7 separate regions of the Mus musculus genome follow, and all the other regions are linked to region 1. Evidence: chromatin contacts called from public HiChIP or PLAC-seq, Micro-C and promoter capture Hi-C data. All regions are on one chromosome and are shown on one strand. Each heading gives the region's core, a stretch centred on a gene start, on an enhancer-like site or on the middle of the called end of the contact. The rest is flanking DNA. Distances are from core to core; before and after follow the strand shown.

Evidence for each region. Promoter capture Hi-C pulls out the DNA fragments that hold promoters and counts their contacts. Hi-C and Micro-C count contacts between places; a contact is called where the count stands out from the background. HiChIP or PLAC-seq counts read pairs in DNA pulled down with a chosen protein or histone mark.
Region 2: a contact with region 1 is called in an H3K4me3 HiChIP or PLAC-seq map of neural tube, with 2.0 times the contacts expected there. The contact joins the promoter of Fez1 here to the promoter of Pknox2 in region 1. A contact is called at or near these places in 8 of 39 promoter capture datasets (the 3T3-L1 cell line, embryonic stem cells, frontonasal cranial neural crest and 4 more), 1 of 484 Hi-C or Micro-C datasets (embryonic stem cells), 2 of 115 datasets of contacts at active chromatin or transcription factors (SST interneurons and neural tube) and 1 of 9 other capture datasets (pancreatic islet).
Region 3: a promoter capture Hi-C map of embryonic stem cells shows a contact between it and region 1, with 9 read pairs. The contact joins the promoter of Nrgn here to the promoter of Pknox2 in region 1. A contact is called at or near these places in 7 of 39 promoter capture datasets (embryonic stem cells, hippocampal neurons, liver and 1 more), 3 of 484 Hi-C or Micro-C datasets (all in embryonic stem cells), 1 of 115 datasets of contacts at active chromatin or transcription factors (bone marrow-derived macrophages) and 1 of 9 other capture datasets (liver).
Region 4: an H3K4me3 HiChIP or PLAC-seq map of embryonic stem cells shows a contact between it and region 1, with 13 read pairs. The contact joins the promoter of Esam here to the promoter of Pknox2 in region 1. A contact is called at or near these places in 4 of 39 promoter capture datasets (embryonic stem cells and liver), 1 of 484 Hi-C or Micro-C datasets (embryonic stem cells) and 1 of 115 datasets of contacts at active chromatin or transcription factors (embryonic stem cells).
Region 5: a contact with region 1 is called in a Micro-C map of embryonic stem cells, with 4 times the contacts expected there. The contact joins the promoter of Stt3a here to the promoter of Pknox2 in region 1. A contact is called at or near these places in 2 of 39 promoter capture datasets (the 3T3-L1 cell line and hippocampal neurons) and 1 of 484 Hi-C or Micro-C datasets (embryonic stem cells).
Region 6: a contact with region 1 is called in a promoter capture Hi-C map of liver, with 2.3 times the contacts expected there. The contact joins the promoter of Ei24 here to the promoter of Pknox2 in region 1. A contact is called at or near these places in 8 of 39 promoter capture datasets (the 3T3-L1 cell line, 3T3-L1-derived adipocytes, cranial neural crest and 4 more).
Region 7: a contact with region 1 is called in a promoter capture Hi-C map of embryonic stem cells, with 5 read pairs. The contact joins the promoter of Tbrg1 here to the promoter of Pknox2 in region 1. A contact is called at or near these places in 5 of 39 promoter capture datasets (cranial neural crest, embryonic stem cells, hippocampal neurons and 1 more), 3 of 115 datasets of contacts at active chromatin or transcription factors (cardiomyocytes, embryonic stem cells and memory CD8 T cells) and 1 of 9 other capture datasets (adipose tissue).

What each region holds. Positions count from the first base shown.
Region 1 is chr9:37,145,567-37,149,768 of GRCm38.p6, forward strand. Pknox2 (Pbx/knotted 1 homeobox 2) reads right to left here and starts at 1,756. Exons shown (of 13, transcript NM_001029838.2): 1 at 1,675-1,756.
Region 2 is chr9:36,830,911-36,835,116 of GRCm38.p6, forward strand. It overlaps Fez1 (fasciculation and elongation protein zeta 1 (zygin I)), which reads left to right and starts at 1,830. Exons shown (of 10, transcript NM_183171.5): 1 at 1,830-2,001. It also overlaps the pseudogene Gm27219.
Region 3 is chr9:37,550,346-37,554,294 of GRCm38.p6, forward strand. Nrgn (neurogranin) reads right to left here and starts at 2,400. Exons shown (of 4, transcript NM_022029.2): 1 at 2,192-2,400. The coding sequence starts at 2,206.
Region 4 is chr9:37,525,576-37,529,358 of GRCm38.p6, forward strand. It overlaps Esam (endothelial cell-specific adhesion molecule), which reads left to right and starts at 2,514. Exons shown (of 7, transcript NM_027102.3): 1 at 2,514-2,715. The coding sequence starts at 2,646. It also overlaps a transcript of Msantd2 not described here.
Region 5 is chr9:36,765,536-36,769,296 of GRCm38.p6, forward strand. It overlaps Stt3a (STT3, subunit of the oligosaccharyltransferase complex, homolog A (S. cerevisiae)), which reads right to left and starts at 2,087. Exons shown (of 18, transcript NM_008408.5): 1 at 2,015-2,087. Gm26787 (predicted gene, 26787) reads left to right here and starts at 2,352. Exons shown (of 4, transcript NR_166654.1): 1 at 2,352-2,505.
Region 6 is chr9:36,796,053-36,799,911 of GRCm38.p6, forward strand. It overlaps Ei24 (etoposide induced 2.4 mRNA), which reads right to left and starts at 1,282. Exons shown (of 11, transcript NM_001199494.2): 1 at 1,161-1,282.
Region 7 is chr9:37,655,073-37,659,239 of GRCm38.p6, forward strand. It overlaps Tbrg1 (transforming growth factor beta regulated gene 1), which reads right to left and starts at 2,240. Exons shown (of 9, transcript NM_025289.3): 1 at 1,926-2,240; 2 at 1-20. The coding sequence starts at 2,072.

The sequences.
Region 1 (4,202 bases), core at 506-3,005:
CTAGGTTTCAGCCCTGTGCACCCAGATCCTCTCATCCGCAAGATTCGCTTTAGGGGGAGAAGCAGCAGACGTTCGGGGCTCGCTCACCACGGCTGGAATCAACTACTTTTCTTGCCTACATAAAAGCTTTTCCTCCCACACGCTGTAAGAACCTGGACGCGCAATTCTTCCTACATTTCAATATCCTGATCCCGAGTGTCAGTTCTAAAACAACGTCACCGGCTCCGGAGTCAAGCCTCGGAGGTAATCGGGGCCCCGGCGCCTAACTCCAGCCCTCTGTCTTTGCCGGCATGTAAACTACACAGCGGCCCATCTGTCCCTATTCTGAAAACAGCTTGATTCCTGCAACCCAAACTCTAGCCTGCTCCAAAACCCAGCCCTCCTTTAAGGGGCTGATCCGCATCCCCCTCCCACTCCCAACCCGCGTCTTCCGACCGCGCGGGAACCCTGGCTGCCCTGTGAAGGACTCTCCAGACAGCGCGGCCCACTGCGCTCGTTTCTTCCTTGGCTTTGGAAGCCAGCCTAACCCGAAAGAAACAGAAACTTCGCGCGGCACATTCAGGACCCTGCCCCATCCCCATCGGCTTTCTTCTCGGGACGCTTTCCGTGCCCACCTCCCCCCCTTTTACGAATTTATCTTCTAGCTCTTCGCCAAGGACCCCTAATCCTCCCCTCCCCGCCCAAAAGACCCAACAATACGTAGAGAGCCAGTGACCCTACAAATTCTCCTCCTACTCCTAGTTAGAGTCCCTGAGCGTCGCCCCTCGGGTTCTGGTTTCTCTGACTAACACCTCCCCCCCCCCCATACACACACACATACATACACACACACACACACATGTTCCCCTGTCCCCACTGATCCTCCGGTAAACCTCTACTCTCCCTGCCTCCCCGGGCCGGGCAGGACGCGGCCGCCACTGCTTGACTCCAGCCACCCGGCCGCAGGCTAGGGCTGCTCCCGCTTCCAACCACTCGAAGGCAGCTCGGGGCTGGTGACACCTAGGAAGCTCCAGCCACAGGGCTCCTGGAGCCCGGGAAAGGAGAACCGAAGCCCGCCCGCAGTTCCCAGCCTCGCCCCCACCGAGCGCCTAGCCAGGAGCCGCCTGCGCAGGGACTCCGGCCGACGCGCTCGTCCCTGGGCTCGAGTCCCGGGAAGCTCCGGGTGCACGGCTTCCAGCCCGCCCGCTACAGGCTCTAGGGCCGCTGCGCTCTGAGTCCGCTGCCCAGCTGCTTGCGACCGCAAACAATGCACGCCCGGCCCTGGGCCAGAGGGGAGCGGGGCGAGGCGGCGGCAGCGAGGCGGGCACGGAGCTGCGCACCGGCCGGGTCCGGGAGCGGGTGGGCCGCGCGCTTCTCGCCGCCTCCTCGCCCAGCCTCGCCTCCCCTCGCGCGGCTTCGCTCCGCGCTCTCCCGGCGCTTCCCCAGCTTCTCTCTGCACGCTCCCGCCGTCCCTCTCTGCTCCCTGCCTCCCTCCTCCCTGCTGCCTCCCTCTCTCTCCTCCCTGCTGCCTCCCTCTCTCCCTCTCTCCTCCTTGCCCTGTCGCAATGAATAATACTCTGGCTTGGGGACTGGAATAAAACACACGCGCTCTGAGGCAGCCGCCCGCAGCAGCAGCCGCCGCCGCCGCCGCCGCCTGCAAAAGCGTCTCTGACATGGAAATGAATGACAGCTTACCTGATGCCAATCTTCATCAGACTGACACCGGCGTGACAACACAGCCTATACTTCCCAGCACTGCTCGGGACGTCAGCGGCACAGGGACCCGCCCCCCGGACTCCCTCCCCCCCCCTCCCCGCGCGCGCACACCTCCCCTCTCCCCACTCCCCCTTTCTCCCCCCCCCCCATAGCCCCCACCCACTCCTGGACCCGGCCGCTTCCCAGGCGAGGAGCTGCTAGAGTGTCTCCCTCTACTGGAGGCTCGGCTCAGACATCAGGCTCTGGCCTGCTTGCTGCTGGAGAGAGGCAGCAGGCGCCCAGACCTGGGGGTTGCCTGACAGAGGTGATGCAGTGAACCCCAGAAATGCAGGCGCACCCCTACCCGGTGTCCTCCTTAGCGATCAACTGGTGACGAGTTCCAAGACACCAGGTGCTGAAGAGATTGAGAGGAGGTGAAATTTTCTGTGTACCTCAAGAGAACCCCAAGAAAATAGGAATCTTCAAACTGGCAAGAAACGTTCTCTCCATCACACCCCCACCCCATTCCTGCCCGGCTGGCCTCATTTTTATGATTGCATTTGAATAATTCTCATTACCTTGGCCCCAGCAAAGGTGCTCAGGTGGTTAGTTATCCCTGGTCTCAAGAGCTTTTTTTTTTCCCCCTGCTGTAGGCTTCCTCTGACGCTTGGTTCATCCGAGGGTTGATGGGGTGGTTCAGGGGCAAGATAACAAGGGAAAGAGCCTTATCAGAAGCTATCCCTTGGCAAATGTCAGGCAAGTGCTTGGAAGCCACTGCTGTTTCATTCTTAAAACTGCTTAGCCAGCCAGTGTGTCCCGGAGGCTGGGCACCGTAAGGTGAGGGGAGTACTGTTTCAGCTTGGGCTTGCTGGGGTGGTCCAATCTGTTCCATACACCAAACAGGCTCCTCACCCAAGTCACTTCTACAATGAAAAGCCAAATCAAGCCAGTGCAACCATGCATGTCTCCATTTAGTCAACAAAGATGACTTTCCTACTGAGTGCCAAGTATAGGCTCAGCCACTCAGGATGCAGACTGGCTCAGCTCCTACACAGAGGACCAGAGAATCCCTTCTGCCCCCCTTGAGAAGCGGTTTCAGGCCACAGGCAGGTGACAATGAATCCTGTGACTCTCACACCAGGAAAGGAGCCTGGCTGAAGCCTAAACAAAGTCACTGAAAGTTAAGGAAAAGCTAAGAGGGAATCCAGACAGTCAGGTTCCCAGAAAAGGATCTAACCCCAGCAGAGGGAGGTTACCCTTTGCTCCATTCCAAGCCTCTGGGTCATTCCTCCCCTGCCTCGGATTCCGGCAAAAATGAGAAGTATCATTAGATCCAAAGGCTCAGAGACGTCTGCATCACATTCCAGATGTGCTCTTTATCCAGGTCCTGCCAGCAACTCCACATTCACCTGCAATGTTCCTGTGGGACGGGGAGGGGGCTTTCACCTATAGATCCACTGCTACAGATGGGGTTGAAACATCTTCCCATGGACTCCCTAAAGACTTTCACTAGGTAGAGTTATGTCACCCCAACCTCTGATCTGTGGTCAAAGACTGTGGCTCCTGACAGCATAATTGCTAGTATATATTTCACATTGTATAATAATATAATAATAATGAATCCACTTGCCCTTTTTATGTAGTACAGAAACACCAGACTCACTGACCCAGAGGCTGGAGGTCAGCCTGCCATAAAGTCGCAGAGGGAAATGCATTGCATAGACTGGGAGAGGAGCGATCCCTTTGACTCTGCCAGGGACCTCTGGAGAAGGGGTTGCTCTCCTTTGGAGGTTGCTGGCCAGTAGATTCAGATGGAGAATGGGCTGATAGTAAATACTTAGTTCATCAGAGAAGTGCCAGTGAGCATACAGACAAAAGCCATATACTACCCACTCATACTTACCACAGTCCTCATTTTCTAAAGTACAATTCCGATGTCAACTTGTTCTTTAAGACATCAGACCCATGGACATCAACGATTGACTTGTGGAGTCTTTTCAAATAGCACATTAGCCAGTAATATCCTTTACTAACTTTAAAATGCACACTAACTTTTAGTCACTACAGCTTGCTTTGTAGCTTGCAAAGGCTTTAAAAAGAAGAGATGATCTAACATGTAACCATCCTTTTTTTAAATAATGGTTGGAAAGGAATATTTGGCTTATGTCTACCACTAGAAAGTAGTGGTGAGAATAAACAGGGAGTCAGAGACCCACATTACCGCTCCCTCTTCAATTCCCTCCTTAATTCGTGTAAAGGGAGACAAACTTAATTTGTAAAGCAGTTAAAAAAAAAGCCATCCAGGACCCCAGCTGATGACCCAGCTAGTGAATAATTAATAACCATTTGTCAATATGTTAAATTCATGGGTGCCACATCTAAATCCTGGGTCTGTCCATGAAGAGATAGATTAGACTTTAAGTTTGTAGAATTGGTTCCAGGCTATAAGTAAGAATGTCTTTCTCATCTCACACACACTTGCCCTATGATTTAACAGTGCATTAGTATAACCAAGCAGGTTCCTGCAG
Region 2 (4,206 bases), core at 580-3,079, 310 kb before region 1:
CACCATGCTCAGCTGGAACACTGGGGTTTGCAAAGACCAAACTCTTTCCCAAAGACCAAACTCTTTCTCAGTTCCAGTACTTTCCTCACAAGCCTCTCTCATACTCTGAATATTGCACATGGAGTCTTTTTTAAAAAGATGTATTATTTATTTTTGTAATAACTATGTGTTGATGTCTGAGTATATATATATATACCACTTGAGTTGCAGGGACACTTGGAAGCTAGAAGCAGGTGTTGAATCTCCTGGAATGGAATTTTGGCTTCTCAGCAGTTAGTGCTCTTCATTGCTGAACCATCTTTCTAGATCTAAGAAATAATTTCTAGGAGTTGAGAAGCATGCACAATAATTCCCAGCAGCACATAAAAACAAAACAAAACAAAAACAAAAAACAAAAAACAAGCCGTGGGTATGAAAGTACACATCTGTAGTCTCAGCACTCGGGAGGTGAAGGTGGAAATATCAGACGTTCAAGATCAACCCTTGACTACATGGTTTGAGCCCCCACCCCAACCTCCACTACACCTCGTACCACCATCACCAATCAAAACCAGCATAGAAAAGTGCATTAAAGCTTCTGCTAAGGAAGTAGCCAAGGGTCATAGCTCCTCCTCTCCTTCCTAGAAGTGCATTGCATGAGTTCACTCCCTTAATCTAACAACAGGCCTCGGAAGTGGGAGGTATAACCCTCATTATGTTGATGAAAACGTGAGCCGCAGCAAGGATAACTTTCCCAAGGTCACAAAACCACATGACGCCAGAAAAATAGGGTTTAGCATCTATTTCTTGTTTTGCGTGTGTGTGTATATAGGTGCAGTTGCCATAGTGCTCTTGTGGAGGTTGCAGGACAATGTTGTGGACTCAGTTCTCTTCTAGCACATTCATGGGAGTCCCCAGAGTCGGGTTCAGGTTTAGACAATGAGCACCTTTCACCTGCTGAGCTCTCATGACCACTTTTTTTTCTAACAAGAAAAACACCCTCATGTTTCTAATTACCAGGAGGGCAGAATGGCTAATACTTTTTCTAATTTCATCAGAGATGATGTCCCCCTGCCTTCCCTGCCCCTCATGATTGAACTGTTGTGATAAGAGTGCATAAATCAACATAGGGAAGACCCCCTTCACCTCCCGGCTGTCATTCTTGGTTTGGCCTAAAATCAGACAAAATTAGGAGGTGTCACCAGGCAGACATGCCTCTCTTGTGCTGTCTTTTCTCTTTTCTTTCTTTTTCTTTTCTTTTTTTTAAAACTACATTATTAGATTTTATATGAATAGCATCTCTAAGCACAGATTTACATACAGCACATCAACGTGTGAGGTGTAAAGTCTGAAGTCTTTCTATTCCTGGATCCCCCTCACTCAAATTTCTCACTTGCATTCCACAGTTTTGGATGACAAAATTATTCCCACCATCCAGCCCCCTCACCTTGGAGCTATGAACGACTTTGGAGTAAGGCGCACCTCTTGGCTTGTCCACTACAACCCCTAATAGAATAGGAAGGGCAGTCCAAAAAGTGCCAGAGGCTCTTTGAGTGTGTCTGTCAGTATCTGCCTGCCCATCTACTCCATTTGCCTGCATTTTTATACAAAACCTAGTGTTGGGCCATCTGAAGAATCCATATTGGTAGCGATTGCACGCCCCCATCTCGGAGCTTCTGAATATTCATGTGGGAAGCAGAAGGGCCAGTATCAAAGAAGGGAGGAACGGCAATTCATAAATATTAATAAAGGTAGGTCCACGTGCTCTAAGGAAGCTATGAGTGTTCACGACAGGATGACGTTCAGGCCCTGGGCGCGCCCGTTAGGCGGGTTCCCGAGTGCGGGCGCGCCTCCGGGAGCCCGGGCACGAGCGCGGGGACCAGGCGCAGCCGGAGCAGCGGGGGAGCGCTCGCTGGCTGGCTTGCCCGCTGACGTTGTGCTGCACCGGGCCACCTCTAGTCGGTGGTTGGGGATGTCTGGCTGAGCCCTGGGATCCGATTCCTTCCTCCAGGACCCGCTCAGGTGCGGTGGTGGGAAAGGCGATCTTAGTCTGGACTAGCCCCAGTCCTGGGGGCGGGTGTGTGTGTGTGTGGGGGGGGGGGGGGTCGAATTCGGGTGGTGAAGAAGACCAGAGGATTGGAGATTCTCTCATAGGATTCCTCGGGTATGCGCTACTCTCATCTCCTCTGGGTCTTTTCCTCAGAAGTAAAAAGAAGGGTTCGTGGGCCGTCGTCCTGGTCTTTCCCAGTCTTGCGGGAGCTCAAGCTCAAGGGCCCCGGAGTGGGTACTGGTAGCATCATCTCAGAGCATCGTGTGTGTGTGTGTGTGTGTGTGTGTGTGTGTGTGTGTGTGTGTGTGTGTGTGTTCATGTGCAACACAGTGCCGGGAAACCCTATCTGATGGTGCTGGAGCAATGTGGACTCCATATGTCATTCCAGGACCGTTATGTGTTCCGCTTATCTTAGGCGTCTCAAAATCATCTTTGTCCCTACGAATCTGATCCTGCAATCTACTTGTGCCCCTCCGCGGCGTGTGGAGCCTTCCTCAGACGGGGCATTCTCGCAGTGTCAGACCCTCTGGCTGCAGTCCTCTGGGAGCGATTGTTTTACTACACAGAGCAGGTTGGAGAAAGGACGAGTGTGACGAAAAGGAGTGTGCAGAGCCCGCCCTCATCCTTGGGGCCCAGGGTGCTGCAGAGCGGAGGTTCAGCTGAAGGGGTGTTATACAATCCGTTCTTCTTGCCCTCTTGTCTTTCCCTTTGCATCTTGTCTCCAAGTACGACTCACCCATCCCGGTGACCAGGTCTTATTTGGCAAAGGGAAGACAGTGGAGTATGAGCAGGGGCTGCGTGGGATGAGCCGTGCATCCTCAGAGTGCCAGCCATTGTGCTGCCTAGAAGAGCCTTTCTTTACTCCGACAGAAGAGGGAGAGGAGGTCTGAAATGGAGGTGAATGGAACAGAAGGGGGGGGGAGGGTACCGAGTCCGGTGAAGGGGTTGCTGAGCCATGTGCAAATGAGTATTTATTCTTTCTGGCAAAATGGACAGCTTATACTAGCCAGGTTTTGCAGAAGAGCAGTGGGAGTCTGGAAGTGGATAACAGAGGGCATTTTAAGGATCTATATGGGAATGGGAGGGGAAGCACAGAGTCAACTGGTCTACAGAACAAGTGATGGAAAGACCAGGGAGATGGGATGGCATGTGTGGAGGTGCAAAGAGGCCCAGCAGGGGAGGCACGATGAAATCTCCCTCTCATCCACCATGCATTCAGCTCAGTGAAGCAGACTGGGGACTTGTACTGCAGACCCAAGCTGCAGCTTCTGTACTGTTAGGCTGCAGGGAGAGGCTTTTTCCCATGTTTCCTTCCGAGTGTCTGTTGAGGACTGTGCGTTCCTCTTCTAAATTACACCACATATTTGGAGTCCTAATAAGTGGAATAGATTGTATGGAACACTTACACTATAGTCCTGGATTGTGTTCAATAATAAAAAGACGAGTTTCCCATGATCCCTCTCTGCCATTTTCACATATTTATTTATTTTGGAATCACAAAGAAGATGGCTATTCCTTTTATTAACATTAACTTGTGTGTGTGTGTGTGTGGCAGGAGGGTGGGAGGTGTGAAGACAGAACCCTAGATGTCACATATGCGCGGCAAACGCTCTGTGGCTTAGTTGCTCCTGTAGCCTTAACGTTAGCTTTTAAGGGAGGAGGACTTGGAGAGAAGCTAAGGCTGAGGAGCCAGCAAACTTGCCAGGATGGAAGGATGCAGGGTTACTTCAGACGTTTCAGATGAGAAGTGAAAGCAGTCTACCTAGAGGAATAGAAAAGAAGATGGACTAGAGAAAGAAGGTAGGGGGGCCAAATGAATGGGATATGCCAGCACTCCAAGCCTGGGAACCCCTTCTTGAGGTTTGACTCTCATTTACTCTGCCACAGCCCCAGATACAAATGCTCCACTCAGGTTAGAAACCATGTTAATACAAATTCCCAATATACAAGCTCAGTTTTAGCATCATCTGTCTGATCATTCACAGAGTACCTCACGGCTCCTGGGTGATGAGTTGCTGAAAAACCAATACTATAGATTGAAAACAATATTATAGATTGTTTCAACTAACAATGTTTCTGGACTCTGAACCTTGATATCCATGTCTTCTTTTATAGCCATTTTTTTAAACTTTTATTTTTAAAAAGTATTGGCTGTGTGTATGTGATGTGTGTGTGTG
Region 3 (3,949 bases), core at 1,150-3,649, 410 kb after region 1:
AGGGATGCCTGGTAGCAGCCCTGCCCTCTTCCAGTCCTCCGCCCTTTTTTGCCCCCTCTTTTCCTTCTTTCTGCCTCCTTCCAACTCCACAGAATGAGACTGATGCTGAATATTATCTGGCCCTTTGGTCCAGTGGACTTGGGACATAAAAAAACAGAGACTGTGTCAGGGCCCAGTGCAGGAGGTGCCCCTGGACCCTGGACATTCAATACCTCTGGCAGTCCCTCTTCCTCTAGGGGACACTGATTTCAAACACATTAACCACACCCTCAGCCATTATCTATCAGTATTAGTTATCTGTGGTGTAGCTATCTACTTGCCATGCACCAATGGCTTCCTGGGTATTTTTATAAGCACTAACCAGGAGAGACAAGGTTGGAGGCCTGAGCCCCACATCTCACCCTCTTCATCCTTCTCAGGCTTCCTAGAGTCTTCACCCATTCATGTCTTCCCTGCTGGCACATCTCCCGATTCCTTTCCCCATCCTTCTTGGCTTCTCAGCCTTTTCTTTCTTGCCTAGCAGTTACCCTCCTCCCCTGTTGACTCATATCTCATAATCTGCCATCTATCTATTTATTTTTTATTTTTTTACTTAATGGAACATTGCTGGGGATGAGGGGCTCTTCCTCAATTGAGACTGAAGACCCACACCTTTCCTTTCCCAGCCAAAAAGTGATTCTTGGGCTCAGTGTGTAGCTCAGAAGCAGAGTACATATTTAGCAGGCATAAAGTCCAGAAGTCAATCCCCAGCACCAAAAATAAGTAAGTAAATAAGCAAATAAGCAAACAAACTGTTCCCTGGAGAATAGCAAACCGCTTCCTTGGAAGAAGCCCTGGATAGTGTTCTTCAAAGGGCGGAACTGTATGTGATTGGCATGCTTGTATATGTATATGTATATGTATATGTATATGTATATGTATATGTATATGTATATGTATATGTATATATTTTTTCTGATCTATACATTTACTGCTATGAGCATTTACAGTAATGAAAATCAGTATGCTTCAAAGAGGGATTGGAGGGCAATCTTTTGAGAGGACAGGGCTCCACACTTGTCAAAGGTGCCTACTTGGGGAAAAAAAATCACATTTCTAAGCCCCATTTGTACAACTGTAAAAGACCTACCTACCTGGGGTGATCAGGCACTCTGGCAGCTGTTATTTATTTAACAAGAGTTAAAATGTCAGCAATGGCTTGCCCCTAAGTTCTCACTGCGTCTTGGACACTGGGCATTGGGAAGTGTCACCTCTCAAAGATATGGGCTATTCCTCCCTTCCAAACTTATTTATTTTGCACATTGTGGGAGAAAGGTGGGGTTCCTGCTGTCGTTAAGTAACCTCTGGAGTCTTTAGCCAGAGTGACAGAAAGAAAACACTAGGAATTTGGAGTCGTCTCTTTCCTTAGATCGGAGGCTAAGAATAAGCAAACACGTTTTATATAGGTATGGGTCACTCAACTCCTTTAGCCAGCTAGGAGCCAGGACCAGTGCTGGATGCCTTCATACAAGAGCCCTTAACAAGATCTGCTTTGGCGTTAGGCACTTGCAGCATCCAGTTTCCGTGTAGGCGCTGATAGACACTTCCTCCCCTTGCCCACAGGGCCCTCTCACGGTCACTCACCCAGCACCTTCCAAAGGAGAAGGTTTTGGGGGCTGAACCAGCTCCACCCCAGAACCACACTGACTAGGTTCTTTCCTGCCCATCACCACCAAGACCAGGGTGGATTCTCCCCGACTTCGCCACATAAGGGCTTAGACGATCATCTGAGGGTCGTGAAGATCTTGCCACAGTCCGCGACAGCAGCAGTGGGATAGGAAATCGTTTGGGGGCCAAAAAATACCAAGGGAAAGGACTAGCACACCAGCAACTTTCCTGTGTCTCCGTGGGGGAAGTTCCACCTCTCGTCTAAGCAGCAGCTTTCCTGCATGAAAGCTCTGCTCAGATCCAGATACAACCTAGATTGTCTGGCCCATGGGCGCTCAGACGCCCCCGCGAGCTGGGGAGCATTTTCCCCAGGGCTTGGCTCAGATCAGGCAGGCGCCTTCCATCATCCAATACAATATTTCAGCACCATTCTTTCCCACATTGTTCCTAGGTCTTCCGCACCCACTTCCATCCCTCACTCACCCCCCAGGGGTTCTCGTGTGCCCCTTGCCCCAGAACACGCTGAGTTCAAGTATGGACTTACCGTGCAGCAGTCCATTGCCGGTGTTGAGGGTCCTTGGCTGGGGTGGAGCCTGGCGCAGAGCGGGGGTGGGTTTGTACGATGCTGGGTGGCAGCTCAGGGGCTGTCGGGCACTCCCCGACCAGCGCAGAATCCTTGCAGAACCAGCCTCTCTCCTCTTGGGTCCGGTCTCCCGCGCTCCGCAACTCTTGCGAATGTAACCTGAGCCCTGCGGCCTCGAAGCCAATCAGAAGACACTTTCTGCAGGGTGGGCGGGGAGAACTGGAGCGAGGACCACTCCTTCTCTCGACTCTCTCCGCCTCGCTCGCTTTGGTGCTCCAACCTCTCCACCTACACACTTCCATCCATTCCTCCTACACACCCCATCTCCCAAATTCACCCCCCCCCCCGCTTTCTAAGTCGCAGACTGCCAGGCAGATGTACGTCGGAGTAAGCACAAGGCCTCCAACATCCAGGGCACAAATACACATCTGGGTGCAGCACGCCCTACCGCCCATAGATAGAAAACCACGAACCTCACCCACCTCCCTGTTCTAGAGTCCCAAACATTACTCCCTCTATTTCCCCTCTCTGCAGAGATGCCCTCCTCACTCTAGTTACAGAGAAACCTGATGGTAGACAGCCTACATGATGGGCACATAGTGACATAGACGCTCCAAGCCTCATGCATCCATACATACTCCCAGGCGGGGTGGTGTGGTGTATCTTCCCACATACAGACACTGCAGACACAATAGGCAAAAACAACTCCACAGGGCCGTGTCCACACACCCTGTGAAGCACAGGTAAACGGTAGACCTCCTGTTAGTTAGCACATAGACAAAAATACCTGCATTCTCACTGCTGGCAATGTCTGCACTAAGTGTTTTCTTTTTAAAATTTTTAGCAAGAACACTGTATTGTCACACGTTGATTCTACGTATTAATTGATTCCATTGTGACCTACTTGTGCCCTTTAAACCATGTTCACCTGGTTACCCTCTTTTGCCCCTTCCCACTCCTGATAACCCCTACTCTTTCCACAAGTATCCCTTTTATTGCCATGTCTTTTTTTTTGGAATGGGGGGGTGTCGAGAAGGAACCCATTGAATTTTGTTAGTGTTGTTTATAGGAGCACGGGCAAGGGCTTCTTTACAGCATTGTAGGCACTGTACTAGTGACTGCACCCCTAAAGTAAATGTCTCTCCCTACCTCACCAACTATTAATTGTGTATAAATCTTCAGGGTGGGGTGGTACCTCATAAGCCCCTCCTCTTTCCATGATAGAGTGTTAATGGGCCCACTCTTGTGGAGATCTTGTGCAGGTGATCCAGCTGTTGTTAACTCAATAGCCAAGTCATGACTGGAAATCATCATTCCATACCTCACCCCCCTTCTTCTGGTTCTTAAATTCTTCCTACCCCTTCTTCCATGATGTTTCCTGAGCCTTGGAAGTATTGGTATATATGTGTCCTCTCTATGACTTGGCATCCAATAGCCTCTAATTCTCAGTATTTTGACTAGTTCTAAGTGTCTTCCATCATCACCGACCAAGTATCTATTTTGTATCTCTCCATGACCTGTGATCTATCTGTCTACTTATCCATCTATCTATCCTTCCATCCATCTGCACCAAATAAAATCACGTACACCCAGCACCCACTTTGAATGTATTTATATCCTGGTACAGACTTAGCACACCCACCCATCCCACTCCTCACACTAGACTTCCTAACCTTTTGATTCACCGCTTCAAAATAAGACAAAAGTTAGCCACCCTCA
Region 4 (3,783 bases), core at 1,264-3,763, 380 kb after region 1:
GAACAGTTGGTGAGGACTTTTTAGACCTGCATAACTGGGAGTGTGGCCTTGTTAGACTCCTGTGACCAAGATGGAGGGCAAAGATAAGATCAAGCCTGAGTTTCCGAGTGGCTTGAAATGGGTTAAAGGTCAGGGAAGAGGACAAAACTGAGCTTTGGGAAATGGAGGCTTGTGAGGACAGTGACTTGCTGATAGGAATATCCTATCTGACCAGAGACAATAGAAAAGAAGACAATAGGCTGTCAGGTAACATTGACATTGAGCATTGTCTCAGACAAGGGGACTGACTAAGACCATAAGCCTTGTAACAGATCCAGGAGGGAGAGAGGCCCTTTTAGTCAAGCTTTGTTTTGACTTCTGGAAAATTTTTAAGTTAAATTGTTTTTATGTGTGTGAGTGTCTTGCCTCCGTGTATGTATATGTACCTACCACATGCGTGGAGGTCAGAAGCATCAGGTTTCCTAGTATTGCAATTATGGATGGTTGTAAACCACCATGTGGATGCTGTGAATTAAACTTTTGTCCTTTGCAAGACCAACACGTCCTCTTGACTGGTGTGAGAAATCTTTCCAGCCCAAATATAAATTCTTTCTAAGATCGTACATGAAGTGTGGTTGAGAGAAACCTATGATGAACCTACCTTGCACTCATCCAATGTTTAGGTTTCGACTTCCTCGGGGTCAGAAGTGGTTAGAATAGGGGACAATGAGGAAAATTCAGGCGTAAAAGCCTGTGAATTCTTCTGTGCCATAGGGACAGTCACTCTCCTTAGGTCCTTAGCTGATTATGTAACAGAGATTTTGGGAAGCAGCTCTTGGGCAGGGATGGACACACCTGTGTCATCAGACGCTTCAGTGTCACTAGGCAAGAGCCAAAGCTTTGTACTTCCTTTTCCTGGGAGGAGTTATTCATTTGGAGTGACAACGTGGTCCAGGCAACAGATGAAGGGTGTTTGAAAGAGGTACTTATGGGACTGGAGACATGGCTTTGGGGTTAAGGGTAAGGATCTTCCGCAGCATTGGGGCTTGATTGCATCTTCTCATAGGGCAGCTCAGAATCCAGGGGATCCGACACCCTCTTCTGGCCTCTACAGGCACTGCACACGTGGTGCAGACACATGCAGGCCCATACACACTTTTTAAAAAATGTTTTTAGTATTCTCAAATCTAGAAAAATCTGATAGGCAAGGAAAACCAAGACAGCCCATCCCTAACATCACCTTTTGACAGTACAAAGTTTGAAAGCTGAGCTGCCAAAGAGGTAGATTCCATAGATGTCAGGGGCAGTCTAGTGTTTGTATAGGCATTTCGTAGAGCCACTGCATGACTGGTATTTGAAGAGGAGCCAGGCTGGGGCTCTTTAGGTAGGAAAAGCCATTGCACAACACTGGAGCTGATGGGGTGTGTAGAGATGAGGAGGCCAGGCTGCCTCTACTGCCTGACAGTTCTGCTCCCTCGGAACAGGCCACGTCAGACATTCGTGGCTATGCCTTCTGTCCTGCGCAGCAAAGCCCTGCCCAAATACTTGAAGCATATTTTTATTTATTGGCTGTTAGGCTGGAACCGGTGCGTTCCCCCTGCTGAAGCAGCCCGGGCCATCAGGGGGCGCAGAGGTGCCGCCACCCCCATCCCCGCCCCCAATGACATGGGTGGGGTGTGGGGTTGAAATTAAATTCACAGCGGAAAGATCTAGTCCTGGGAATTAAAGGATCAGAACTGGCCTAAGCCGTTCACTACAAGGATGGGCGGTTGCGAAGACACCAGCGGCTGTACAGAAGGGAAAGACATTATTTATATCCCGTCCTCCTGCAGCTGCTCCCTCCTCCCTGGTCAGCATTAAGCCTGTGACTGTTGCCTCAGTTTCCTGCTCACCTCCCTTGTACCAGGTCTTCCGTGTTTTCATGAGGCAAAGGTCCGAGACTCCCCCCAGACCCCCATACACTCCGCCTCGGGCCTCGGTTTCTGGAACTCTGGAGAACCAGCCCCTCTCTAGCCTTAGGAGCAGGAAGGCCTGTGGCGTCAGGGCTATGTTGGATGTCTTCCCCAGAAGCCTCGGGCCTGAACCGGGCGGAGAGAGGTGTGGGCTAATAAAGTTCGAATCCCCATTTCAGCGGCTGCTCCTAACCCAGCTGAACCCACACTACACAACGTGGGGGCTCCCCTCTTCCTCCGAGAAGGCTGCTCTGCTTTGATTCGGGATGCCGCACGCCAGGCTTGGAGCGGCCGTTCTGACCCCAGATACAGGGCTTTTATTGTCGGGTCGGGGTCACTTCTTAAATTTAGGTTAGTCCCCCCGCCCCCATTCCTCCTTTTTCACCCTCTATTCCTGACACCTGCCCTGGAGGTATGAGGTAGAGGCCGGCGGATCCGGCTGTTTGAGCCTGGGGAGAGCTCTCTTCCCCCGCTGCGAGTCACTAGCGCGCCGCGCCCGGCAGGACGGTGACCTCTCCACCCCTTTGAATGCCCCGCCCACTGTCCAGTCGGTCTCCACCCCACCTCCCCATCCGCACACCCGCTGACTTGGGTTGGAGCCACCCTGGTCAGTAGCCTGGTTCCTGTGCACATTCGGGTTGCCGCCGCTCACCCACAACACCTGTAGACACCGTGTGTCCAACTCTCCCTGAGTACTCCGGGCCAAGGAGGGCCATGATTCTTCAGGCTGGAACCCCCGAGACCAGCTTGCTGCGGGTTTTGTTCCTGGGACTGAGTACCCTTGGTGAGTCAAACACCGGGTCTGGAGGGCTTTGATCAGGTAAATCTGATCCTAGGGGAGGACTTTAGAGAGTGGGTTTGAAGGGATTTTTGTTTGACATTCTTGTCTTTCCTCATTACTCTCCACTTCTGGACATCACTGGTTGGTGCTACACTTTCTGCCTTCTATGGCTAGAACGGCTTCCAGCTTTGGTGTGGTGTGTGGTGTTGGGGAGGGGGATAAAGGCATCTCCAGCCAAGACCTCTGGGATGAGTTAAGGCAGTTATTCCTGTCTACTCTCTACCCCCACTCATCACAGCTGGATAAGCTGAGGCACTGGATGAGACAGTGACTAAAGGCTTAAGGACTTAGTTCCAGTCCCCCCTCCCCGCACCCCTCATTCAAGCTGATGTGAAAGATCCCTGAGGGAATGCCTGGTCCTCAGTCTTGACGCAAGTACTTCAAGCAGTACTTCACGTCCCAGCATTTCCCCACCAAGCTCTTTTCTTTCCTTCCTGCTTCCTGCCCTGGAAATCAAAGGAGATGCCCCCAAAGCCTGACCATGAGGTCATTTGGACACAGGAAATTCGGGAAGAGGTCAGTTGCTCAGACTCCAGCACACAGCCTACCATCAGGTCTACCATCGTCCTTATCTTTTCTCAGATCCAAAGGAACAAGGAAAATAGGGAGAGGGTGCCAAAGGGTCCAAGAGGAAGGGGACCTCCTGAAACAAGTGTTTGGGTGAGCTCTCCAGGACAACTATCTTAAGCAGGAGCTGGAGGTGGCCCACCCAGTACTATATCTGGAGAGAAATGACTCAGTAGGAACTAAGTCCCTTATAAGCTATTCCCCAGGCTGTTTTGCTCTCTGGGTTTAGAATCCTCGCTTTAACTTCTTCCTTGGGCTAGAGGATGTCAGAGCAAGTAAGACCTGGAAGAATGTAGAGTAGATTCAGTGACATTGATGGGGATCTCCCTGCTCCCACCCATGGTTTCTTTCGGCCTGGTCTGTGTCCTAGTGGTGTTGAGGGCATGAGATCTTAGGTTCCCAAATATGAGTCTCAGAGCTTCTGTGCCCTTCCCTCCAAAGCTT
Region 5 (3,761 bases), core at 837-3,336, 380 kb before region 1:
TACTCAAAACACACACTCCACACGTCTATAATCCCAGGTATTTAAGAGACTGGGACAGAAGAATCAAAGGCTCCAGTTTAGAGAGAGCCTGTCCCAAGATAAAATTATTTAAAAGGGCTGCCCATGTAATTCAACAACGGAGTATTTGCCTAGAAGGCAAAAAAGCCCTGGTTTCCATCTTTCAGTACTACAAAAAGAAATATATATTCCACCCACAATTCTGTTTCCTAGTTGCACAGCAACCAAGTACAACTAGCAAAAGTAAGACACAAGGATCAGAAAGAAACAGAAGTGGAGGAGAAAGGAAAGTAGAAAAGGACGTGAAAATAGAAAGAGGGAAAACCAAACAAAGGTACTTGTTAAAAGGGAAAAAGAAAATAATCACGGAAACATAAGTGGGCATGAGAGGAGAGCGTACAAGCCAGGTACACTAGCCCATGTCTAGATTCCCAACACTTGGTGATACTGAGGAAGAGGATCACTGTACTGTTGAGTTCAGCATGGACCCAGTTAAGTTCTGAGTCAGTTTGGGTTAATGTGAGACCCTGCCACAGAGAAAGTTAAGTGGGGCTGAAGGTGGGGAAAGAGGGGGAGGTAATTTGGGCAGGAAGGTAAGTGGGAAGGGAGGGAAAGTGGAAATGAACATTACTTACTGAAGTGAAAGGAGAAATCTAGAAATCATGACTGACTAGACATAATTTCCAGCTATAAATCTAAGCCTCAATTGATTGGCTACAAGCTTTTTTCTGTTCCAAATCCCAGTGTGCATGCTCTCTGGCCAACTAAAGAGCAGGTGGTCACTAATGCAAGTTCAATCCATGCACTCAAGAGAGAAATATACTCAGGCCACCCACTACATATTCATTTTCAAAGTTCAAACTGTAACTACTGCTCAGGTCTATTTCCCTGTAACTCATTTCATGACCCAGAGAGAACTTGGAGCACCAGATGAAAATCTAGAGCAAAATTACAATAATAATAATAATAATTTTGTTTCTTCTAGACCAGAATAAATTTTGGAATGGTGGTAAGGGAAGCAATCTGCAGACAGTTCAGAATGGTGATCAATTATAGACAATTGGTATGTTAAGGACTAAGAAACAAAGAGTGTGGCAACTGAGAAAACGTAGCACTGTTCAAAACTATGCTGGGAAAGGGGAAACTGCATTATCTTGTTCCCTTCTTTCCAGGGACCAGGGGGTTGCAAAAGGAAAACACTGGACAAAATGGAAAACACGAAGACTCACACTGCGAAGTCTAACATCTTTCCTTTAATTAACTATACCAAAAGAGCAGTTTGGGCTGGTGTGATTAATTATAATTCCAAAGGGAAGGCTTATCACGCACTAATTCTGGGAAGTGAACAACTCAGTCCCATCTCTTGGGTTTGTAGTTGTTCTCAGGAGATAAGTGACATGGAAACTAAACACCACTGAGCTAATATGATCCACACACCTGAAGAGTAAGCAAAGGCAGCGAGAGTGCTAAAACCTGGACTTTAAAGCTAAACACTGCGAGTTTTCATACCGTTCTTGGCAATCTCCACACACCGATAGGGTACAGAAAGGGAAAGGACGCTTTTCTTATCTGCTCATCATCTCTCTGCTTCTCAGCTGTGTCTGCAAGCCTTGACCCACCCGAGCTCTAAATTCTAGGGCTGCAGCCTCGGTGGTTTTCCCACATACGTTTCCACGTCATCTTGTGCACCCTCACTGACTTCGAACCCACTATCTCAGCACACTCCGCGTGGCCCTTCCAAGCTAGTCCCAGGATCCTGTGCCCCACGCCCTCATGGCCAGAGTGCATTGCTCTGCCAAGACCCTTCCTCAGATCGTCTGGTGCCCCAATGCCTGGACGTCCCCATCTCACACTCCACGCCCCCTCCTCCGCCCAGGCCGCAGGCAGGCTCTGCTCCCCACCTCTACAGGCTTGTGTCCAGCACCTCGTTCGGGCCGGCCAACAGCCCGCGCGGCACCTGCCGCTAATCCTCTAGCGCTACCCCAGAGTTTCTCACCTCACGGATGCTCCTCAGGAACCCACTCTGCTCCCCCTGCCATCCGTTCAGCGGCGCACTCAACCCTGACAGCAGCCAAGGCCCGCCTCCCTGCCCGCTCCGCATTGGCTAGCCTCCGTCGATGTATATTTCAGGGGACCGACAGGATAACGGTTCTGTCTGTCATTTCGAGGGCGTGGATCGAGTCTGGATTCCTCCTTTTGAATGGACAATGTGACTGTCATTCACCCTGTTGAGAGGCGTGACTATGAAGTCCCACCGAACTGTGATAGGCCGGCGCGGGAAAGCGAAACGCGCGGAAAGAGCGTGCTCTGAACAGTTTGGTTGAGAGCCGAGCAGTGACGTGTCGGTCTGCGGACCAGGAAGGAGCGGCGATAGGAAGGAGTGGACGCTGTACCCTGGTCACATGAGCAGAAGCGGAAATACGTAAAGAAAGCGGCAGTCGTACCACGTCCGGAAAAGTTGGGCTGCAGATCCGTTTGTTTTTTAAGGTAGAAATGGCCCGTTACCTATTAAACGGTTAAAGGAGAGAAGATATGTTGTGAAAACTCTCAGCCTCCATGGTTCACACGAACCCACCTTGTGTAAGATGTGTCAACTAATAAGCCCAAGAATTGTTTCTGTGTTTGCAGTAACCTCGATAAAGGGACCTTTGACAAATTTCACCGAAACGTTTCACTCAGGTCTGACTTTATGGAAGGGCCCGGGAGGCCTTTTTAGGGTGTCACCGCCCGAGTCGGGCTGAGCCGGCAATAGCCTGCAGAAATTATCTCAAGGCTCGGAGCGGCTAGCCCTGGGCAATCAGGAGCAGCTTAGCATCGCCGGGCCCCTGCGAGGGTGACCTTTCCTCCCGGGCCCTCCGAGGATGGTACTGAGAACGGGCACAGGAAGGGGTTTCAGCTGCCAAACTCCAGTCTTTTCCGATATATACATATAAACAGATGTACTAATTCGAACACTTCCATGCCTTACAAGCCTCAAACCAAAGGCTACGGTAAGATTAGACCATCCAGATACCATTCATATTTGGTGCCAGTGACGCTGGCTTCTCTTTTCCTCTCCCATGAAGGGAAGCACCAACTATTGAAATCAGTACTTATTACAATAATGCATTTCCTCAAAATGCTCATGACCAGTTTTTACACCAGGACCTAACTCAATACCTCTTCTCTTTTGTTTTTATAGTAAATGTTCCATGTAGTTTTATTTTAGCAAGAATAACGGCAAAGCACACACTTGTGATGCCAGTGCTCCCAGAGTCTGAGGCAGGAGGAGCTAATTCCAGGCATCTTAATCTGAAGGAGATAAGCATGAGGACTTTACATACATTCAAACTCCTGTGGCTTCAAAACCTAGCTTAATTTCTTACATAGATAAATTATTTCTCACAGTTCTAGAGTCTGGGAAACAAAAGATTACAGTGCCCGAAACTGACGAAGACTTTTACCACGGCATTATATGGTGGGAGGTCACCTCAGACGTTTTATTTTAAAAAAAAAAAAAAAAATGCTAAGGTCAGGACTAGGGACAATGCTAGGGCTTGGTGGGTAAAGACAGTTGCCCCCTTACAATCTACAATCTTGCATTTGATTACCCAGGATCCACCTAAAGGTTGTAGAAGAGAACTGACCCCACAAAGTTGTCCACACCTCCACTGTGGCATGTATGTGCACACTTGTACACATACACACAGTAATAATAAAAGTTTTAAGGGGGCTGGTGAGATGGCTCAGAAGTTAAGAGTACC
Region 6 (3,859 bases), core at 32-2,531, 350 kb before region 1:
CAAATAAAGGGTAGCATATTAAAATTCTTCACGGGATAGAGTACGACAGAATAAACAAAGCTGAAAAAATTCTGGATAAATGTAATCCTGTTAAAGAACACACCCGACTTGAGGTGAGAAAATCCATTACTCTAGTTTTCTCCAAGAGCCCAGACAGGGAGCTTCAAAATCTGTCATATCCCAGAACCACTGTGTTATTTGACTCCTTGGCAGATTAATACCCGGCTTCTTCATGTACCAACTAACAAAGTACCAGTGACCAAATAGAGCCTTTAAAGGAAAGGCCATTATTATACCGTGGGCCTAACAACTTTTCTATGGGAGAGAACATTTGGTATGAATTGCCCTGTTTAACAAATTGCTGAGACAAGCAGAAAAATAACCTTCCACGATTTGAGACCACACACTGACTGACACAAAGGGCTCTAACAACAGAGAAAACCAAGATGCATCATCTGGTTCACAATATTTTACATATAAACGGTTTGTCAACAGTGAGTGAAAGCTAATTACAACCAACTTTGGAACTTCAGTGTTCTAACCGAGACTGGACTTTTTGGCTTAAGCTTTGCAACGAGGATTTTTGTTTAACCCAAGCATCACCTTCCTTAAACCTTGAAACACTGCTGGCCAATAAATTTGACAGTCTTTAGAACCGATTAAGCACCTACTGAGACATACTCCTGCACTTTCATTCCGAAGCCACCAGATTCAAGTCCCGGAAGGGAGGAAGCCAGTGTTTCCCACTCCAGGTAGGGAAAAGGTAAACACCCTCACGCATCACCCGGCCACAGGCTGCCTCCTGGGCAACCTGGGGTACTCGGCCCCTTCTCTCCCGCAGCGTCGGGGCAATTGGGGTGAGAACCCGTCTTCCTCCCCAGCCACTGCCGCGCACAAGGTGCGGACCTCGCTCACTGAGGGTCACCGGAGCTAAAGATAGCCCCGCCGCACCTGGGGAAAGCCTGAGTCCCGCGCGCCGCCGCCAGGCCTGCCCCTGCCGCCTTTCGCGTCCCGGGCCCTTCGGGGGCCGGGGTCCTTGCCGCAGCCCCTTCCAGAACCTTAGGAACTAGCTCCGGCCTGCCAGCCCTCGATGGGCCCTGCCGCCCAGGCTGCGATTTGCAAGCGGCTCGAGCCCACTGCCCGCCGCGGCCTGCACCTACCCCGCCACCCTACCGCCGCGGCTCCAGCCAGGGCGCTCGCCCACCGAGGCTCGGTTCGCCTGCTCCGCGCCCGGCTGCCCGCTCCGCCCGGGCGCTCGGAGAGCCGGGGCTGCGCCCACACTGGGCATGCCCGGGCCGCACGGGGCAGCTGGGAAGTCGGGCGGGCAGCCTGCCGGTCGCTGGGCAGGGGCGGGGCTAGCGAGGTAGGGCGGGGCCATACCGGGGGGCGTGGTCTGGGAGCCTGGGAATTGTAGTTGGCTGGACCTCAGAGTCCAGACTCATTCTGGGTATCCAGGTCCAGGATTCTAGACCTTTGTTGCCTCCTAGTCAAACCCCTTCTCACTGTTGAGCGATCGTTAACCTCCTTAATCTATCTACACATCAGTGCTGGTCTTTCTGATATCCTTTAAGAACAAATGATGAAAACAATAAAATAGGAGACACCTTGATAATTTGGAGGCTTTCTATAAAGACTAATAAACCAGGTATGGTGATGCACACCTGAAATCCCAGCCCTTGGAAAGCTGAAGAGAAGAAATGGTCCAAATTCGAGTCCAGCCTTGGCTACCTAGTAAGTACCAGCCTTGGCAGAGCTGTGTAACAACATCTTGATTCAGAAAAAAACAAAAGCAAAAAACAAAAACTCAATAGAGTAATCAGTTATCATGCACATGCAAAAAGCCCTGGCTTCAAGTCCAAGAATTATATTACACAGGGCATGATAGTACAATCTCAGCACTTGGAATTTGGAGGCAAGAGATCAGAAGTTTGAGTGATTCAGAATATAAGGCATCAACCACTTAGGTAGCATTTAGTGCGGATTGTAATGATGGAATGGCTGTGATAAAAAACAAGTAGAGATTGCTGTTTTCAACTGGCTCATTTCTAGCCTGGCTCCATAATTTCTTGTCATGAAACTGTAGGAAAAGCCACTTTTACCCTTTTCAGGTTTCTCCTTTGAATTTAAGAAACAAAACCCAGAAAGAGTCAAGTATAAGAAAAGCATACAAGTTAGCTAGTGAGTTAGTAGTGACTGACATATAAACCCTGAGAAGGGAATGAAGAAGATTGGAGATGGGTTTTCTTTTATTTTTTGGAGGGGGATGGAGGGAGGCTGGAGACAGGGCTTCACTCTATAGCTCCGGCTGTCCTGGAACTCACTCTGTAAATCAGGGTGGCCTGCCTCTGCCTCTGCCTCCCAAGTGTTGGGATTAAAGGCATGCACCACCACCCAGTTAGTTTAGTCCAGAGGAACAGAACTTAATGAATATATATGGGGTTTATTAGAATGACTTACAGGCTGTGGTCCAACTAAACCAACAATGGTTACCTGTGAATGGAAGGTCCAAGAGTTCAGCAGTTGTGCACTTCACAAGGCTGGGTGTCGAAGCTGGTCTTCAGTACACGCTGGAATCCCAAAGTAGTAGGCTCTACTGCCAGTGGAGGAATGGACTTGCCAGTGAGAGCAAGAGCAAGCAGGAAAGCGTGAGTTCCCTTCATCCATGTTCTTTATATAGGCTGCCAACAGGAGGTGTGGCTCATATTAAAAAAGAGTCTTTCCACCTCAAAAGATCTTGGTTAGGAGTCCTCGCGGCTGGGTGTGGTGGGATGTACTCACTCCTTTAGCTCCAGTACAGGGAAGGCTGAGGATTAACATTAAATTCGAAACCTGGCATGGCGCACGCCTTTAATCCCAGCACTTGGGAGGCAGAGGCAGGCAAATTTCTGAGTTCGAGGCCACCCTGGTCTACAGAGTAAGTTCCAGGACAGCCAGGGCTACACAGAGAAACCCTGTCTCAAAAAACCAAAAAGGAAAAAAAAAATTAAGTTCGAGGACACCCAGGACTAACACCCTGTCTTGAAAATAGAACTAGCTGTGAGGACCAGGCTGGCCTTGAACTTAGAGGTCCACCTGCCTCTGCCTCCTGATGCTGGGACTAAAAGAGTGTGCCACCAGTTCCCAGCCCAAATGTTTTTAAATGCCATTGTGCAAAGAATGGCAGTTGTAGAGAAGTGGTGGGTGGGGCTAAAGAGAAAAAATCGCATTTTGATAAGGTTTGGTTTGTACCCCACCTATTAACTATTTTTTAAAAATCTAGCCCAGTTAGACGTGTATACTGGACAAGTGCTTTATCACTGAGCTAAATTCCCATCCCCTTCAAATTCCTATTCAAGTTACTTTTAGAGCAGCAACTCCCTGCTTTTAAGAGGGAAAGGAAGCCGGGCGTGGTGGAGTATGCCTTTAATTCCAGCACTCGCGAGGCAGAGGCAGGCGGATTTCTGAGTTGAGGCCAGCCTGGTCTACAAAGTGAGTTCCAGGACAGCCAGGGCTATACAGAGAAACCCTGTGTCGAAAAACCAAAAAATAAAAAGAGGGAAAGGAGAGGATAATTGCCCCTCTTGGCCTGGCAGTGTAGCTCAGTGGTAGAGACCTGACTAGTCTTCCTCTGGCCCCACCTTTAAGAGAACTCCTTTCTTGCTGGTTTTGTTTCACTTTTAAGTGCTCTTAGCTCACAATTGCCCTTATAGAAAAATGGCATCATTTAGGGTGGCCTATTTGCTTACTCTCTGAACTATTCTGCCTCTTCTAGAAGACTTTGTTCCCTACTCCCAATCTCTTCTATGGCTCTTCACTTCTTTTTCTTCTTATTTCCCTTTGCCTTCACCAATGCTTAGACCTGCTACTGATCGGGTCATCT
Region 7 (4,167 bases), core at 990-3,489, 510 kb after region 1:
TCACAGATGGAAGCATTTTCCTTTAAGGAAGAAAAAAAAAAAAAGGACTATAATCACATAAAATGAACTTAAAACTTGAGGCTCCTTTCTGGTGACAAGATCTATATCTCAGATTGAAAGAGCCCTCTGTGCTGCAGTGTGTAAGAGAAGTGTGGTTCTACTCTGCGCATGCTGTTAATAAATACAGAGTCTGTACAGCTGGCTCAGCGGGGAAAGGCACCGAATCGGAGCCCCAGAACCCACAGTGGAAGGAGAGGAATGAATGACAGTTACCTGATAACTTCTATGCGTGCTCGGCGGCACACACACAGTAATAAGAATAAAAAGAAAGAAACTTCTTTTAAAAAAAAATCTGCAGGGCCAAGTGTTTGGGTTCTATTACAGGGAGGGTAATTGCATGGACACCTTTGGATGAAGAGGGACATTCTTAATGCTCATGCCAGAACAAGATGGTACACCAGGGCTTGCACTCTTTGGGCAAATCAATGGGTGTGGCCACTCCAATTAGTGTGGCCTTTGGCAGAGAAAGGATATAGGACTTGGACTTAATTTAGACCCCCTACAAAATTCTTTTTTGTTCTCCACTACAGAATTCTAAAGACTCTCTATGCTTACAGCTTTGACCTTGCAAAGACAATCTGACCCACTGTATCTTACAGAACAATTACAGGGAGAGAGAGAGAGAGAGAGAGAGAGAGAGAGAGAGAGAGAGAGAGAGAGGGAGGGAGGGAGGGAGGGGGAGGGGAGGGGAGGGGAGGAGGGGAGGGGAGAGAAGAGAAAAGGATGAAAAGTTTTGCATGTAAAATTCTTAATTAATCATCTATTTGCATATACCCAAGTACCATCATTCTTTACTGATGGCTCAGTCTGTCTTGAAACCAGTTTTGAAGGAAATGCCTATTTGGGTGTTTCACAGGTGGAGCCTCAAATTGGTGTTCAAGGCATCAGTTGGTTTAAGTACACGGAGACCCTTTGGTTTCATAAGATCTTTGTATACTTAACGAAACCAACACTATCTTTAAATGTCGACTTGTAAGCATTAGGCAGGCTCTGACATCATGTGACAAGAGAGAACAGTGAGTATAAGGTGTTGACTTCCTGATTTACTCATATTTCCCTCGACACATATACAAGCGTTAAATGTTTTAGCAACAACAAATTGAAAGTCAAAACTTTTCCCGATACGTCTACAAAGACCTTGTAGAAAGAAGTGTTAAACTGCAGGTTCAGATGTGAGGGTATATGGACCGTATACCTATTACCAAGCAAGCACTGAGGTGACTGGCTAAGCTAGAATAGTCTATTTATTAGACTGTTATCAGATTTATTAGACCCTAATACTTCTTGGCTGGTAAAGAAGTTTACTCATCAAATCCTAAATCCCTACAATTAAAGCAGGAAGTGTCTATACACCTCAGCAGGAGGAGGTAGCCTGTTTCCTGATGTTGAGTTCCACTTTCAGTTTCGGATGGAGGGAAGGCAGAAACACCTAGAAGCCTCGTCAAAGGGAGCTACAACCAGGACAATTTTGAAAGATTTAGGTGCCTGTTTACGAAAGCGGCAGCCATGGCGTTAGGGTTGGGTGTACTTAGGAAACAGGCTGTGTAGAGTAAATAATAAACTGGAATCAGGGTATCCAAGTTGGAGTTAGGGCACGTCATCCCTCTGGGCTTCATTTCAGTGTGCTCGCCTTAAAAGACACTCCTTAGGCTCGAAACGAAAAGTAGCAAGAAGGTAATGACTAAAGTTTGCTGGCGGAGCACTCTTCAGTCCTCATTTATAGAGGAGTTGACAGGACTAGAGGAATAACTTATGCAAGGATATGGAACTAATATTCCCAAGCGAGGCAACTAACACTGGACGGATATTCTTTCTCTGAGAGAGTTGAGGTGGGGAAGACAGTCCCCACCCAAACCCAGACTCACAAACACCGTGGCCTTAGCTGCTCTGCGCAGCCGCAGGTACTTCAGCCGGTACTTCTCGTTCTGGCTCTTCCTCGGGAGCCTTTTCATCCTGGCCTTGCTGGACAGCGGGGTGCGCGGCTCGGAGGCCAGGCCGCTCAACACGCTCATGATCAGACCGGGTTCTGGAGCTCCGGGGCGCGGAGGGGATGGAGCGCAGGCAGAAACAGATGGCGATCCTCGGCACTTCCCAGTCGATTTCCCAAGGAAGACCCGCCGGAAGTTGCGCAAAAGCACCGCCACGTGTAACTTCCGGGTTTGGAAGTTGCGGTGGTTCGGACCTAGCGGTGGGCTGGGAGGACGGGTGTGGCTCAGGGTTGCAAGGAGCTGGAGCTGGAAAGAACCGGTCCTACCCGGCTGATAGCCAGCGAAGTAGGGAAGAGTTTAAAGTCCTGATGCAGACGCTCAGGCAGGTGCCCTCAGGGAATGCACGTCCACATCTGCTTTCCCAGGTTGCTCTGAGCAGCAGGCCTTCCTGGGGTTTTAGCAGACTTAAATACTAATGCGGGGAACTCAGTTTCCCATATGTGCTGATCGCACAAGTGTTTCTTAGGCTGTGAACTTCGGGGATAGTAAAACAAGACCTTGATTGCCCCAAAGCTTGGTATCTAGTTAGCAAACTGTTTTAATAAAATGTTAAGTAGCACAAGGTCGGCTTTCAGTGGTTTTAAAATGAAACCAGGAGCGTTTCAAGTACACATACTTCCTATCGTTTTTTTCTTTCAGTAGTGTCAAACCAATTGACTGAGCCTCTTTTTCACATTTTGTTTTTGTTGTTTGTTTTCTCCCTCTCAAAGTAAGAAATGAGATGGGGTGGATTTCCAAACTAGTGTACTCATATAAAAGATAATTATTGTTAAATTCTCCAAATCTAGACGTTTACGGTTGTACATGGAAGCCAAGAAGTATGTTACATAATTAACGCGCTCACTGAATTACTAGAGAAAAACCTAATACTGATAAAGACAACTTAGAATTCAGTAAGTGATCCAAGTATTTAATCTCTGAAAACTGTAAAAACCATTGCAGTTTTGACAAACTGCAACCCAAGAGAAAAAGCGTGTAGATACTCTTCTATGACTGCCCATGTAACAAGCTGCTTTTTTTGAACTTGGTTGGGTCTTAATAATGCAACTCCAGGGTACCATTTGCCTTCACAAATACCTAAGGTGCTCCTGTGGATTTAGTTGGTTTTAAAAGCCATCAGAATTGTGACAACTTATAAAATACACTGCTTTGAAAATATATACTGGAATTCTAGCTTGGAATCTGAAAGCACTCATAGTAATCGAAATTGACTTTATTCTTAATAAAGCGTTAGTTTTAACTGCCTGATTTGCTGTTTAGCTGCATTTTGTTCTCATAGACTTTGACATCTATCTGACTTTTTGTATTATTCATCTTCTTCGTGTGTTGTGTCTATGAGGAGGAAAGTCCCAGCCTCTGCTTTAGTTGAAAGCTCTTTTGGCCAGTAGACTTCAGTGGAATAGTCCCAAACATGTTTATTATTATTTTTTTTTTTCACTTGAGACTTTTTCTTTTACAATTAAGGCAATTTTCTTGCAAATTTGACAAAAAAGAAGGTATTGTTTATTTGTTGGCTTTGATAGACTGGGTTCTTAACAGTGCCAAACTCTCTGTGTAGGGAAAGATGACCCTGAACTCCTGACCCTCCTGTTTCTATCTCCCAAATTCTGGGACTATAGCCATAGACAACCATGTCCAGCTTGGGGAATTTTTTTTAAAATCCATGGGCTGTGATCTAACTCAGTGGCAAAGCACTTATATTATAGGTGAAGAGCTCTGGGTTTGATTTCTAGCATTCCAAAATGAGTGGTGGATGAATGGATGGATGGATGAATGAATGAATGAATGAGTAACAGAGGCCCCAAGTTCAGTTTCAAGAAACCACATCCTGTAGCGCACAGCTATTTGTAATTCCAGCTTTAGGGGATCTGACATGGGCACTTGCACTCACATGTGTACACACCTGTCATCCATGTAGACACATAACAAAGGTTTGAAAAAAATAACAACAACAACAACAACAACAACACAATAATAACTCCCCCTATCCCAAACCACCAAGACACCCATAATACTGCCTCTTTGGATGAACTACTATTAATATTTTAGTATATGTTTTGATTTTTCACAGAAGTTAGACAATACTGAATACAATGTTTCTTTTTGCTATCATCTTTAA